2 separate regions of the Zea mays genome follow, and region 1 is linked to region 2. The links are chromatin contacts, called in public Hi-C maps. All regions are on one chromosome and are shown on one strand. Each heading gives the region's core, a stretch centred on a gene start, on an enhancer-like site or on the middle of the called end of the contact. The rest is flanking DNA. Distances are from core to core; before and after follow the strand shown. Region 1 holds the start of LOC100277231 (NAD(P)H-quinone oxidoreductase subunit L chloroplastic). Region 2 holds the start of LOC100501452.

Region 1 (6,278 bases), core at 968-3,467, 130 kb after region 2:
TTTGAACTCATTTCGGTTCTCAAAAATTGAATCTAAGTATGTAAAATTTAAAATTCAAATTTTGCAAACTACCTTGGATGAAAAAAGTGTCAAAATGAAAGTTGTAGAAATTCAAAAGTTATTCAACTTTGTAGTTGACAAATTTTTTTATTTGAATTCATTTACGATTTCAAACAAGCAATTTACACTCAGTTGGTTGTAATATGTGGACAAGAAAACTTCAAACTAGACACAAATCATGTCATAGGTGGAGTGATAGTGGAGGATACACGCAAGGGTGAGGTCAGCTGTTTGATTCCTAACAACCGTATAGCGGGCGAAAAATGCCACGACTTAAAATAGTTCTCTCCTTAAATAAAAATTTTACTGTTTTTAAAACATGTTTAATGTTTCTGAAAATATTTTTTACTAGCGGTTTTATTATGTCGACCGCCAGTGCAAATCGATCGATTTCCACTGGCGGATTTCTAAACTTAACCGCCAGTGAAAATCGATTTTTACTGGCGGATTTTCACTTGCGGTCATCAGCTACCCGGCTATAAAAATGATGATTTCTACTAGACCAACGGTTCTAAGAAACGTCAGTGAAAATATGTTCACGACCGTCATTATAGAGCTTCTTTGTACTGGTGAACATAGTTTTTAACGGACATGATTACATGAATGTTGTGAGGTATAGAACTATAGATCATGGTAAAATCTTAGTGATAGTAACCTTTCCCATGTACTAGCACGGGTATTATTAGACTGTGTGATATATAGTAATGTTTTACACAGATTTTTAGGTGAAGAAACCGGCCTTTTCGCTGCTGCCTGCATGCCCGTGGCGCGCGACGAGCCGAGTACAAGCATCAAGGCTGTATCTAGGAGTCTATAGGCGGGTATCTGTCTTTGAACAGCGGCGTGCCCTCCTTCGGCTTGGACCAAGGGTACTTCATGGTGGGATCCCTCGGGAACTTCCTGAAGTTGACGAATGGCGCCCAGAACATCATCCTGCAAACACACAGACATCAAAACGAAACTGAAACCGATCTTTTGTTTTTGCTTTTGAGGAAAAACCAAACCAAATTCAGTTAGTAGTATGTAGGTCATGAGTTATATATAATAGTGCCACACGAAATTCAGTTAATAGTATACAGGTCATGAGTTTTAACAAATTGCATGAAGATGACATGAATTTTGAGCTTAATTAATTAGCTGGCCAGGCAAGCAAAATAACTTCACTTGTGCGGCTATAGCCTAGAGATCAGTTGGCGGATTCCGATCTTCTCACTCGCTCTACAGAACTCCTAGAATAGCTATTATATTGCCATTCTCTATAGCAACCCAAAAATCAACAGTTCTAGAGGCATGACGCCGCAGCAGCAATGCAAGTACACTACACTCACGCTGGGTAGAAGAGGTAGGTGAACATGAACTGCAGGTACGTCTCCACGAATTCGCGCTTGTACCACCTCAGCCTCATCCAGTTCATGATCACCGGCTGCGCGCACACACACACACATGCACACTTGTTACTCACTCAGGGTCAGTCCAAATGAAGTCGATTTGATAGCAAACCGAGAGCCGCGCGAGTAGCTAGCTCACGCACAGGAGCGACGAGGAAGTAGAAGAAGGCGAACACCGCGAGCGGCGGCAGGATCCCTAGCAGGTCGATGTCCTCCTCGCCGGTCACCGCCAGCGCCGCCGGCGCCTCAACCTACACATACAGCATTTGCGATTTCACGTTCGATATATATGTATGATCGTGCAGGTATAGTAGCGTCCAATCGAGCTCCAGGGCCGTGTGGAATTGAGCGAGAGACTCCTGTACGTACAGCTGCCCAGACGGCTCCGCACTGCAACACCGTCGCCAGCCTCTGCAACTGTGACTGTGAGCTCTGCATCTGCACCGACGTCGTTGGCGACGCGGACTGCGCGTTCGTTCGAGAAGCAAACAGGAAACAAACCAAGAGCATGGACGATCAGGAATTATCATCGGTGGGGATGGGGTAGCATCCAAACCAAGATTGCTAGCTACTAGCCTACTATGGACCTTGTCATGGAGGAGGCAGAGGAGCCTGAACTTGGCGCTGGAGCTGGGCGACTGCTGCTGCGAGGCCGCGAAGGTCGGTCGCCGCTTGGGTAGCTGCTTCGGACAGGGGGGCGGAGAGGAGGAGGCCGGCGAGAGGAGGCGGCATGAGGCGGCGGTGTCCATCGGGGCGATGGCTTGTCCTGCGTTGTGGTTTACTCCACGGCAGCCGTGGCGCGCGTCTTATCTGGATAGACGACGTTTTGGGGTCATCCGGTCATGTGGCACTCAATAATTTGGCCTGCCTGGACAGTTGGATGGGGATCTAATGGATGGAAAGTTGACTTCACGTCTTCACCACGTCATGCATGTGTTGAGTAGGCGGGCTGTGGTCGTAGTGTGGGGCCGGGTTTTCGAGCACGGCTCAATAGGGGCCCAAGCACATCCTGTCACGAAATAATATGAGTCGGGTTAGCACGGCCCGATGGCGGGTCTGGGCCGAGTCTTAAATTCCGGCTCGTCGGACCCCGGCACGACCTGCACAGATGGGCCGGTCTTGGGCCGACACCGCCCAATTAAGCTCAATGTGTTTATTTTCTTTAATTTAGTAAGATACCGACTTTAAATTGTTGTGATATTTGGAGTTTATGTGGTCAAATGATGCTATTATTGTTTAATATCTTTAATTTAGTAAACTATGGATTTTATGTGGTTGTAATATTTTGATTTTATGCCGTCAAATATACGAGCCGGTCTTGGGCCGGCACCGCCCAACTAAGTTCAATGTGTTTATTTTCTTTAATTTAGTAAGATACCGATTTTTATATTGTTGTGATATTTGGAGTTTATGTGGTCAAATGATGCTAGGATTGTTTAATATCTTTAATTTAGTAAACTATGAATTTTATGTGGTTGTAATATTTTGATTTTATGCGGTCAAATATACGGGCCGGACTTGGGCCGGCATGATCCAACGAAGGCACGACGTGGTTTACGATCGGACTGGGCCACTGTTTTTATACTGCGGACTGTCACGGCATGGTACAAAAGTTTTTTAGCTTTCCTGACCCGAACCTGTTTGGCACAAAGCACGATAGACTTAGACCGGACTGGCCCGATCTGGCCCAATTCCCAGCACTTCTTGCATAGTGGCAGTGCATGGATTTGCATAAGACCCGGACTGAGTTATGACACGTTTGTAACAAAAGCACGTAAAAAATAACATAATTCCAAAAGATACATGACAACATAAACTCAACTTAGATAACGTACAAAACCCGCTGTTGCGAAGCAATATCTTTATTGTTCTTCATTAATTGTTCTAAGTCTAAAGGTAAGACCAACTATAAAAAATAAACAAATGTATATTAAATACTCAATATAGGTAACGACAGATAGTGCAAATCAAATTTTATAACAAGGATTTCGTAAATGCCACTAGAACAAGGTTGATTAATCCTGCGATTTCTCATATCTCGATAGTGCCATAATATCTGTCCATTTTCAATGTAGGTAAATATGTCTCTCTCAAATCTAAATCCACATGATTTCCACTCTCTCAACCATCATCTCTGCAATCTTACTAAGGTCATTACAACTTGACCACTCAGGATCATAATTTATAGTATGCTCCTGACAACTGATAGCAAATCTGAGGGTGTGTTTGGTTTGACTTTTGGCTTTGGCTTTTGCTCCCCTAAAAGCCAAAAGCCAACCAAAGGGGTGGATCCAGAAAGCAGCTTTTCCTAAAAGTCGACTTTCTCGTAGTGCAAATCTGAAAGCACCCCTGGACCTGCTTTTAGTGACTTTTCGGATGGAACTATGAAAACATATATCGAAGAATTTTTTACGACTTTTAGTGGTTTCCACCAAACAATTTTTAGCTTTTTAACAGCTTACAGCCTACAGCTGCTTTTTCCACAGCTCACAGCCCACAGCAACTTTTTTCACAGCCACAGCCCAACCAAACAGACCCTGAGTTGTTTACCTTGGTAGGCCTGGTAGACGCTGACCTGCTGTGTCGTTTAGCTTCTTTCTTTCATCATTGTACTGCAATTCTGCAATACGCCAATGCCTTCACACCAAACTGTCTCAAGACGCGTGCGGGACATATTAGGGCTTTTTCTGGCTAAAGGCACCGAAACGGTTAGTCGTTCGAATTAAAGAATTAATCTTATAATGTTTCCAAGAAACTCTTTATTTTTAACTCTCTATTTAACTCTTTATTTATCTTTCCTAAATTTTAGGTCTCAAGGTTTGTGTAGGTTCTTCATCATTGTTGTGACAATGAGGTGACCTGCAATAGCAAGAGTTGTTTTACTTTTTTTATCCCAGATTTGACCGACTTGTTTTATTTTAAAAATATAATAACAATAATTATTTACTATGATATCGTCTACTTTATAATCTATACTATACTTAAAGCACCAGTTTCAACGGTCGTCATGCGTCATTTTTTTACAAATAACCCCTCGTAGCTATTTCAAATTAATCCGCTGACCTGCTAACTGTGTCGGGCCAGCCCGTTAGCCAGTCGATCCATTTAAATCAGCGTAAAATGTTAAAAAACAGTGCAGGAGGTGGGGCTGAAACCCATGCCCTGATGAAAAAAGGGCGGGAGACACTGGGTGAAACTGTCTAACCAGTAGAACATCACGCTAAGATGTTTTTAATATTGAATATAAATTGTATATAGGTATATACATTTTTTTGTAAAATAAAAAATAATCATGTCGGGTCGGGCCAGCACTACGGGCCGAGGCTGCAGCCCAAGCATGGCACGACGTTATTGGCTCTTGTAAGCATTATGTCGTTTCTGAGACCACATTGGCACAATGGACTACATGGTGTTTGAGGTTGCTGAATTGGATGGAGCAGCAATGATTTGTCACACTAACAGCAAAATAAAAGGTTATTTGTTGGTTTTAAACGTTAGTAATTGCTAAGAAGTAGTATAATTTATATGGAGCGCATCAAGTTTTTATTGATGCCTGATTTTAGCAATCACTCCATATTTTGATCTATCTTTTTTATAAGTTTGACTTCATGGGACTTATTTTAGAAACTTGACCTCACAAACTCTCTTATTTGGTTTCTGTATGATAGAATTATGTCATTTTATAATTTCTGTTCATTTAGTCAATCTTTGTGAACTCTCTTCTAATCGCTCACTTCATTGGCCGTGTTGTAGCAAGACATATTTGTATGGAGTAAACAATAACATCAGTTAGGCAAATCAAAATATATATTATACAGAGAGCGGAGACATTCAATAAAAAATCTTGAATTTTTTGATGGATAGTTTATGTGGGTATTGTTGTAAGCCGTCGCAACGCACGTCGCAACGCACGGGCAACCGACTAGTATACTTTAAATATGACTTTGAATTTTTCATTTTTATGCAAAAAATTAAATAAGACGAGCCAGTCAAACAAATTATAAATTGGGACATTGGGAGTATAACTGTTTCTACCAATTCTACCCTGTAAGTTCTACAGAAGAATGAAAAACAACGGATACGTGTTGTTAACCTGCGAAGGAACAAGAGGGCATCAGTATAACAGGCAATCTGAAGGTGGTGAAGATTTGTTGAAGACTGATCCAATTGCATCTATGCCAGTGCTCTGAGGAAAATGTCAAGGCTTAACACCTGACAACAAATAATTGCAGTTCTACTCTTAAGTTTGGCAATATACACTATACATAGTCTTGTGAAAGCCTTTTGCTTTTGAGTCACGAATCAACCAGTTGAGCATGTGCTACCACCATGCTGGACTCATTCTGATTCACCCAGCTTCTGCCAGCAGGTTTCTCAGCATTCAGTGCAGCCACTCTTTCCCTCACCATCTGAGCCTGCTCCCACTGTCCTACGCAAGCATACATGTTGGACAGCAGCACTAGGTGCCCGGCTGCTCGCGCTGGCTGCAGTTCAACTAATCTATTAGTCACTTTAGCTGCAAGCTCAAGGTTGCCCTCCCTTCTACATCCACTCAGGATTGCACCCCACGCACCCTCGTTTGGCTGGAATGGCATTTTCTCCACAAGCTCAAGTGCTTCATTCAACCGTCTCCAGCAACAGAGCATGTCAACCATGCATCCATAGTGTTGTATCTCTGGATTTATCCCGTAAACTCTTTCCATACTTTCAAAGTACCACCGTGCATCATCAATCCTCCCTGCCAGACTGCATGCCCGCAGAACTGCCAGCAGCGTGGCACCATCAGGCCGATCCTGCATTCTCTGGAACAAGTCCAGCGCCTCCTGGGGG
Region 2 (5,948 bases), core at 2,939-5,438:
CCATACACCTCTACCGAGGAGGCGAGGCAGGGTAACACTACGAGGCCTTTACAAAGTTCCACTAGCTTCAGAAAACCCGCTACAGTTTATAGGAAGCTCCAATGCAGGAATCCCTTGCAGGACCGCCATCGCAGCAAAATCCTCCCGAGGGCCTCCCTACACTGACCACTCCCCTACTGCCCTTGCCCCTTTCGGGTAAGGTAGTCCTCCACTAGCTTTCCTAATTAATCAGCCAAGGGCGTCCCATTATACCCTTGTGGTAGCATTGTTTTCCCGGGTGGTCGCTCCATGTTCCAATTAACATAATGATCTTATCATGAACGATAAATAACAACGGATAACAAAAGTATAATCATGAGTAATGTATCTTCATACCCAAAACCACATAAAGCACTAGCAAGTACTACCCAAAAAGTTCAGTGGTAACAAGGTATGAAGATAATCAAACTAGGGTAACCTATTGGGTCCCATCAAAATTAACCTATGCAGATCATTATGATTAATCAGAACATGGCTGGGTAAAAAGAAGTGATCAAGGGCACAACTTGCCTGGGACTTGAGATTCCAGGTACCAGGATGATCTTCAGATTCTCGCGACCTCACGCTAGTCGTAGCAATACAAACAAACAGTGTATAGACAAAATTAACATTACACCAAACATAAGTACAAACTGAATAATAATAATAATCTACACGTTGCTACGAGATCGCGGGACTGAGAACTACTAGGATCAGAGTTACGATTAAGGAGCTATGATTTTATAGAAGATCTACGTGCTTAAAATATTAAAATAAATTAGTTAATATAAATCATATGAGAGGTTATTCTATAAATACTTATCTCAACTTTAATCTAAGTTATAAATTTACCATAAATTATATTTTGGCGGATAATGTTGAGCACATTAACAAGACTAACCAACATAAGTTAATTAAAGATCTAATCATAAAATAATGAGACATGGTATAATAAATGTTGTTACTGCGTAGTAAATACTTGCACGAAATTAACGCAACTGAAACGAGTCAAATCGGAATTATAGATTTTAAGTTATGAATTTCTAGAGATTCTATGTGTTTTGTACAAGGTTAAATAGGATATACATTTTAATGTGACATTCATGTCAAAACAGTGGTACTATATGATAAACAATAATATTATAGAATTATAGAAATTTGAATGGGTCAATTTGGACCTGATATGAATTTTCTATGGATTATACAAGTTTTACAATTATTTTTATACTCAAAATCAATTTCTAAATCTCATTTTCCTATTTTCTTTAATTCCTGGACTGGGCGCACTAATACAGAGAAGGTCGGGGTTTATTCTGTAAAATATACCAGACTCAGCCTACTCCCGCGAGGACGACGGGTTTGTTTCTGTATTCTGTAGGGGCTCATCTGCAAATGTACGTGATCGAAGGGGTATCGTGGAGTTTGGATCGTCCGATCAAATTCGAACGGCCACGATTACAACGAACTAATTCTGAATCGGTAAGCTACGCAGGTCCTTGGATCAAGATCTGATGGCCAGAAGCGCGCGTTACCCAGCACCGCCAGATCGACGATCAACGGTACATATTAAAATAGACCGAAAGGGTAAACGCCATCTAATCCTAGCCACACGCGCATAGATCAACGGCTGCTGGCCTTCTTCTACCCCACGGCGTCCAGACGGAGTTCCAGAGCTTGCCGCCGATCCCCACCACTACCGATTTGCAAAGTAAAAAGATTATCCCTAGAATGCTTCACAGGGAAAGGGAAACTGAGCTCACCGGAGGTTAGTGCGCCAGGGAGATGGGATGCTCGCCACAGGTGACAAGCGACCCGGCGCCGGGACGAACGCCGCCGGTGTAGATCTCTTCTCTCACCTCCCGCTCTCATTGCGTCGAGTGGAAAAACGAGAGCGGTGATGCTAGATTGTGGTCTCTGCGATACACCGAGGCTAGCCAATGAGGTTGTGACTTCCTACTTATACTCATGGACGAGCCCGGCAGAGGGTATTCGGTTGCGAGAATTTCGGTAGGAAAAGTCCGAGCAAGGCGTCATCCATAGCTATCTAGTTTTCTGGTCAAGGTTTGTTACAGGTGGAGAAAGAAAAAAAACGATTGACAAAGCGGCCACGCACACCGGCGTTCCACACGCGGAGGTCCCCACCCGTCGTAGACACACCACAGACGTGCGTGCACAGTTTAGTTGGATTAAATATGTTGGATGACGTCATCATGGCTGGAAATAATAAAAAAAACAAGAACAAATGTGGGCTATACGCTAGGGAGATGGGCCAGCCATTGTTTTTTTAGGAGTCGGTCCAGATTTCTTTTTTTCCCTTTTTTTATTTCTATTATACTTTGAATTTCCTTTCCTGTTTTGAATCCCCATATTTAGATTTCAATTTCACACTAATTTTGTTTCTAAATGCACAACAAATAAATCACCAACATGCACGTTATGATTTTTATGTTGCTTATTTATTTACCACCTTACTTATTTATGCAGATGCTTTCAACATATATAATTCAACATTATTAATCTATGTAAAGTGTGTCACCATATTTATTTATTTAAAATCACAGCCAAAATTTTAATATTTACTTAGTTTCAAATACATAAACTTTAGAAATGCTCTTTAATTATTTCTTTAATCTTTAGACAATATTTTTCTAAATTCCAAAATTAGGTTTTTTCTACCAAATTTTAGGCTTTACACACCTAGTCCAATTGCTGACTTAATTACTTAGGGCCTTTAGAGAGGATTATGTGAGTTTTAATCCATACAAAGTCAAAAACATTCATAATTTTTTCTAATCCATGAGATATAAAAATAACCGAACAAAACATTATTCTAAGCCACGGGAGATAACTTCATCCAAAAAACTTCTGAACCGTAATGCTTATGAATTGCTTGGTTTTGATCGACGGTGGCGGCAAGTGAGATCTCGTCCTTAGACTGTCTCGTAGATCAGATAAAATAATTAAGAGCCATAAAACTATAGACATTGTTTATAGAGTGGAGTTTGAAATAAGGATTAGATAGTGGATGTGATAGATGCTGGAAATAGCTTACAGTGCCACGCAGAGACCACCCAGATATACGTATGTTTTTCAACACGCATTGCCTGGCTGACCACGTGTCCCTACAGTGCATCCCCTGTAGCCGCCCTAGCTATCTGCATTGATCGACCTCAGTAAGACTAGCTCCAACAAGGAGCTCTAAATGCTCCTGTACCCTAAATTTAGAGGATGAGGACGTCCTCTACCCCTCCAACAACGTCCTCTAAACGGTCCTCTAAATTTAGAGGACGCTGCTGGATCCTCTATGTATAGAGTTCCTCTAAACGGTTCTCTATCTATTTGAATACTTTAAACAACCGTTTTAGTAAAACTAAAATATGTACAATACATTTGAGAGTATGACAAACACGTATGTACAAAAATTTAAAAATAAAAATGTCTTTAATATAGGCATTTACATATAGGGGACGTGATTTAGAGGACGTTGTTGGAGAGGAAATAGATATAGGGGGTAGAATCTTTTAGAGAAGACTGTAAAGGACGGATATAAAGGATGTATATAGAGGATGTATATAGAGGAAATAGATTTAATGACTTGGTCGTTTGTTCCCTTCCTAACTCCTCCCCATGCCGCGCACACCAACGCCACGCAGCTACCTCTAGGGCTCTGTCCTAGCCCAAAGCTTCTGCAATGACGCAACAGTAGTAGCTGGTCGTCAGCGACGCCATTGCTCTGAATGCTGTGTGGCTCATGCCCTCACCGTCTCTAGTCCTGTCAATATATTTTATGCACACGATCATCTTGGTGCATATTTACACAAACTCAATCTGAACTCTTTATCTAACAGCCTTCTGCTGAGATGTAGGTTTTTTTTTGCAATGCATAGCATGACCTGCGCAGGAGAGCGTGAAATGTGTTTTTCGTAAAACACGTTAGCCGAAGATTGTTAGACCAAGTGTCCAAATTAAGTGTATGTATAACACAAAGTTTTCTTGTGCATAGAATACGTCCCTAAACAACCAGCTGGGGATGATATCTCGTACATATGCATGAAAGGGTTGCACGATATCAGGAGGTTTCTACAAAATGAACCAGTTAGAGATGAAAGTTTTTTTTTGTGCACATGTACACCAACGGTTCATGTCCAGCTGATATCATCCCAGCAAACAAAACCCACACACACGATAGGGGTCCTAGCAACAAAACACCAAAAATTAAGCTTCACTCTCACAACTTTCTGCTTCCTGTGTCCACGCACCACACCGGCCGCTTTCACCATCTCTAGCTTTTTCATCGATCTGTTTTTGCGACCTTAATTGGTTTTCTCTTCCCCTTTTTAAGCTTTGATACACACACCGCGCCATACCCAGTCGAAATGGACACACTCCACCTCTTGCTGTGAAGATCTGTTCCATTTCCAGTGTAGTCCCTGTCCCACATGTGAGAGGAACCGATCTAGCAAGCGAATGAGGAAGATGATGAAGAAACAGTAGCAGTGGCAGTACCGCTAGAACTAGAACTAGCTAGATCTCCTCTCTTACTAGCTAGAAGCTTGTACAAACAATGCACCACAGATGCTACCTTACCCTAACCCTCACCATCATTTCGGCGTCTCCCAAGAGCCCCCGCACCCAAACCCTACTACCGGCTTCCCCATGCTTCCGCGGGGCGCGCATCTGGATCAGCGCTACGTGGACCATCACTTCTTCCCCGGCCACGGCCACACCAACTCCGAAACCCTGGAGGCGGTGCTGAGGCCGACGCGCGCCGCTCCAGAGTGCGAGGCCGCCGTAGTGACGGCGCCACCGCAGGGTGGAAGTGGAAGACGAAACGGCGCCGTGCCTGCCGCCGGCGGCCAGGGCCAGGGCCACGCCCACGCCCACGCCCGGGCGCCGCGGAAGCGGCCGTTTCGGACGGACAGGCACAGCAAGATCCGGACGGCGCAGGGCGTGCGCGACCGCCGGATGCGCCTGTCCCTCGACGTCGCGCGCGACTTCTTCGCGCTGCAGGACCGGCTCGGCTTTGATAAGGCCAGCAAGACGGTGGACTGGCTGCTCACCCAGTCCAAGCCGGCCATCGAGCGGCTCGCCGCCACCACCGAGCCCTCACAGAGAAGCGTCGGCGGCAGCGACGACGCTGCTTTGTCACCCCCGACGTCAGGGGTGGCTGATGGATCAGGTATGAGGGGAGGTGTTGCGGAGAAGTTGGGTTCCAGAAGTGGGGGGTCAGCGGCGTCCATGGAGATGGAGATGGAGCACGCCTCCGAGCTGGACCGCCTCGTGTCGGCCGCACCAGTGCTTCGTCAGTACTACTACGGCCTCAGCGAGATGATGAGCAACGACAACGGAGGAGATGGCGATGACGACGGTGAGTACGAGGAGGAAGACGGTGATTTCCTCGACGGTATGAAATATTAGTATGTAGTTATGTGTACTAGCTAGCAGCTTGCATGGTTTCTACGTAGTACTAGTAGCCGCTGGCAGCTTACCTAGAGTTAATCCTTTATTTGTCAAGCACTTCTTCACTATCGTTTTTTTCCTACTATATGCATTTGTACTCCTTTAAGTTAATGCTATGTGTCACATGTTACTCTTGTTCTTTGTTGTTACTAGTAGCAGTATATGTAATAGAAATGTGCTCCGCTTGCTTTCGATTTTAAAATTTGAGCATTCTTTTGGGTTTTTTTATGAAGGTCAAGATACAGTAGCTAGGAAAGAAGGTTGCTTGTTTGACTGGATAATTTCATGAGTATATATAGACTATTATTCAAGGTTATAATCAAATGCCTTTCTCCAAACTTGATGTTGAAGATGTGTCAAACGTCTGGATATTTTAGGGAATTTTTAAAAACTAAAAGTCTATTGACTTAGATTGTGTTAATTCTCGTAATTTTGTTTGTGTAAAAGTAAAATCTCATATCTTTCTTATA

The links. A called contact is a pair of places that touch in the nucleus more often than the background predicts.
Region 1: a contact with region 2 is called in a Hi-C map of tassel, with 3 times the contacts expected there. The contact joins the promoter of LOC100277231 here to the promoter of LOC100501452 in region 2. A contact is called at or near these places in 3 of 25 Hi-C or Micro-C datasets (ear, endosperm and tassel).

The regions. Positions count from the first base shown.
Region 1 is chr7:115,525,108-115,531,385 of Zm-B73-REFERENCE-NAM-5.0, forward strand. LOC100277231 (NAD(P)H-quinone oxidoreductase subunit L chloroplastic) reads right to left here and starts at 2,218. Exons shown (of 5, transcript NM_001150862.1): 1 at 2,036-2,218; 2 at 1,818-1,913; 3 at 1,592-1,699; 4 at 1,389-1,483; 5 at 626-993. The coding sequence starts at 2,197. The coding sequence ends at 864. LOC103632731 (pentatricopeptide repeat-containing protein At5g56310) reads right to left here. Exons shown (of 1, transcript XM_008654475.3): 1 at 5,398-6,278.
Region 2 is chr7:115,390,191-115,396,138 of Zm-B73-REFERENCE-NAM-5.0, forward strand. LOC100501452 reads left to right here and starts at 4,189. Exons shown (of 1, transcript NM_001196163.1): 1 at 4,189-5,676. The coding sequence starts at 4,594. The coding sequence ends at 5,436.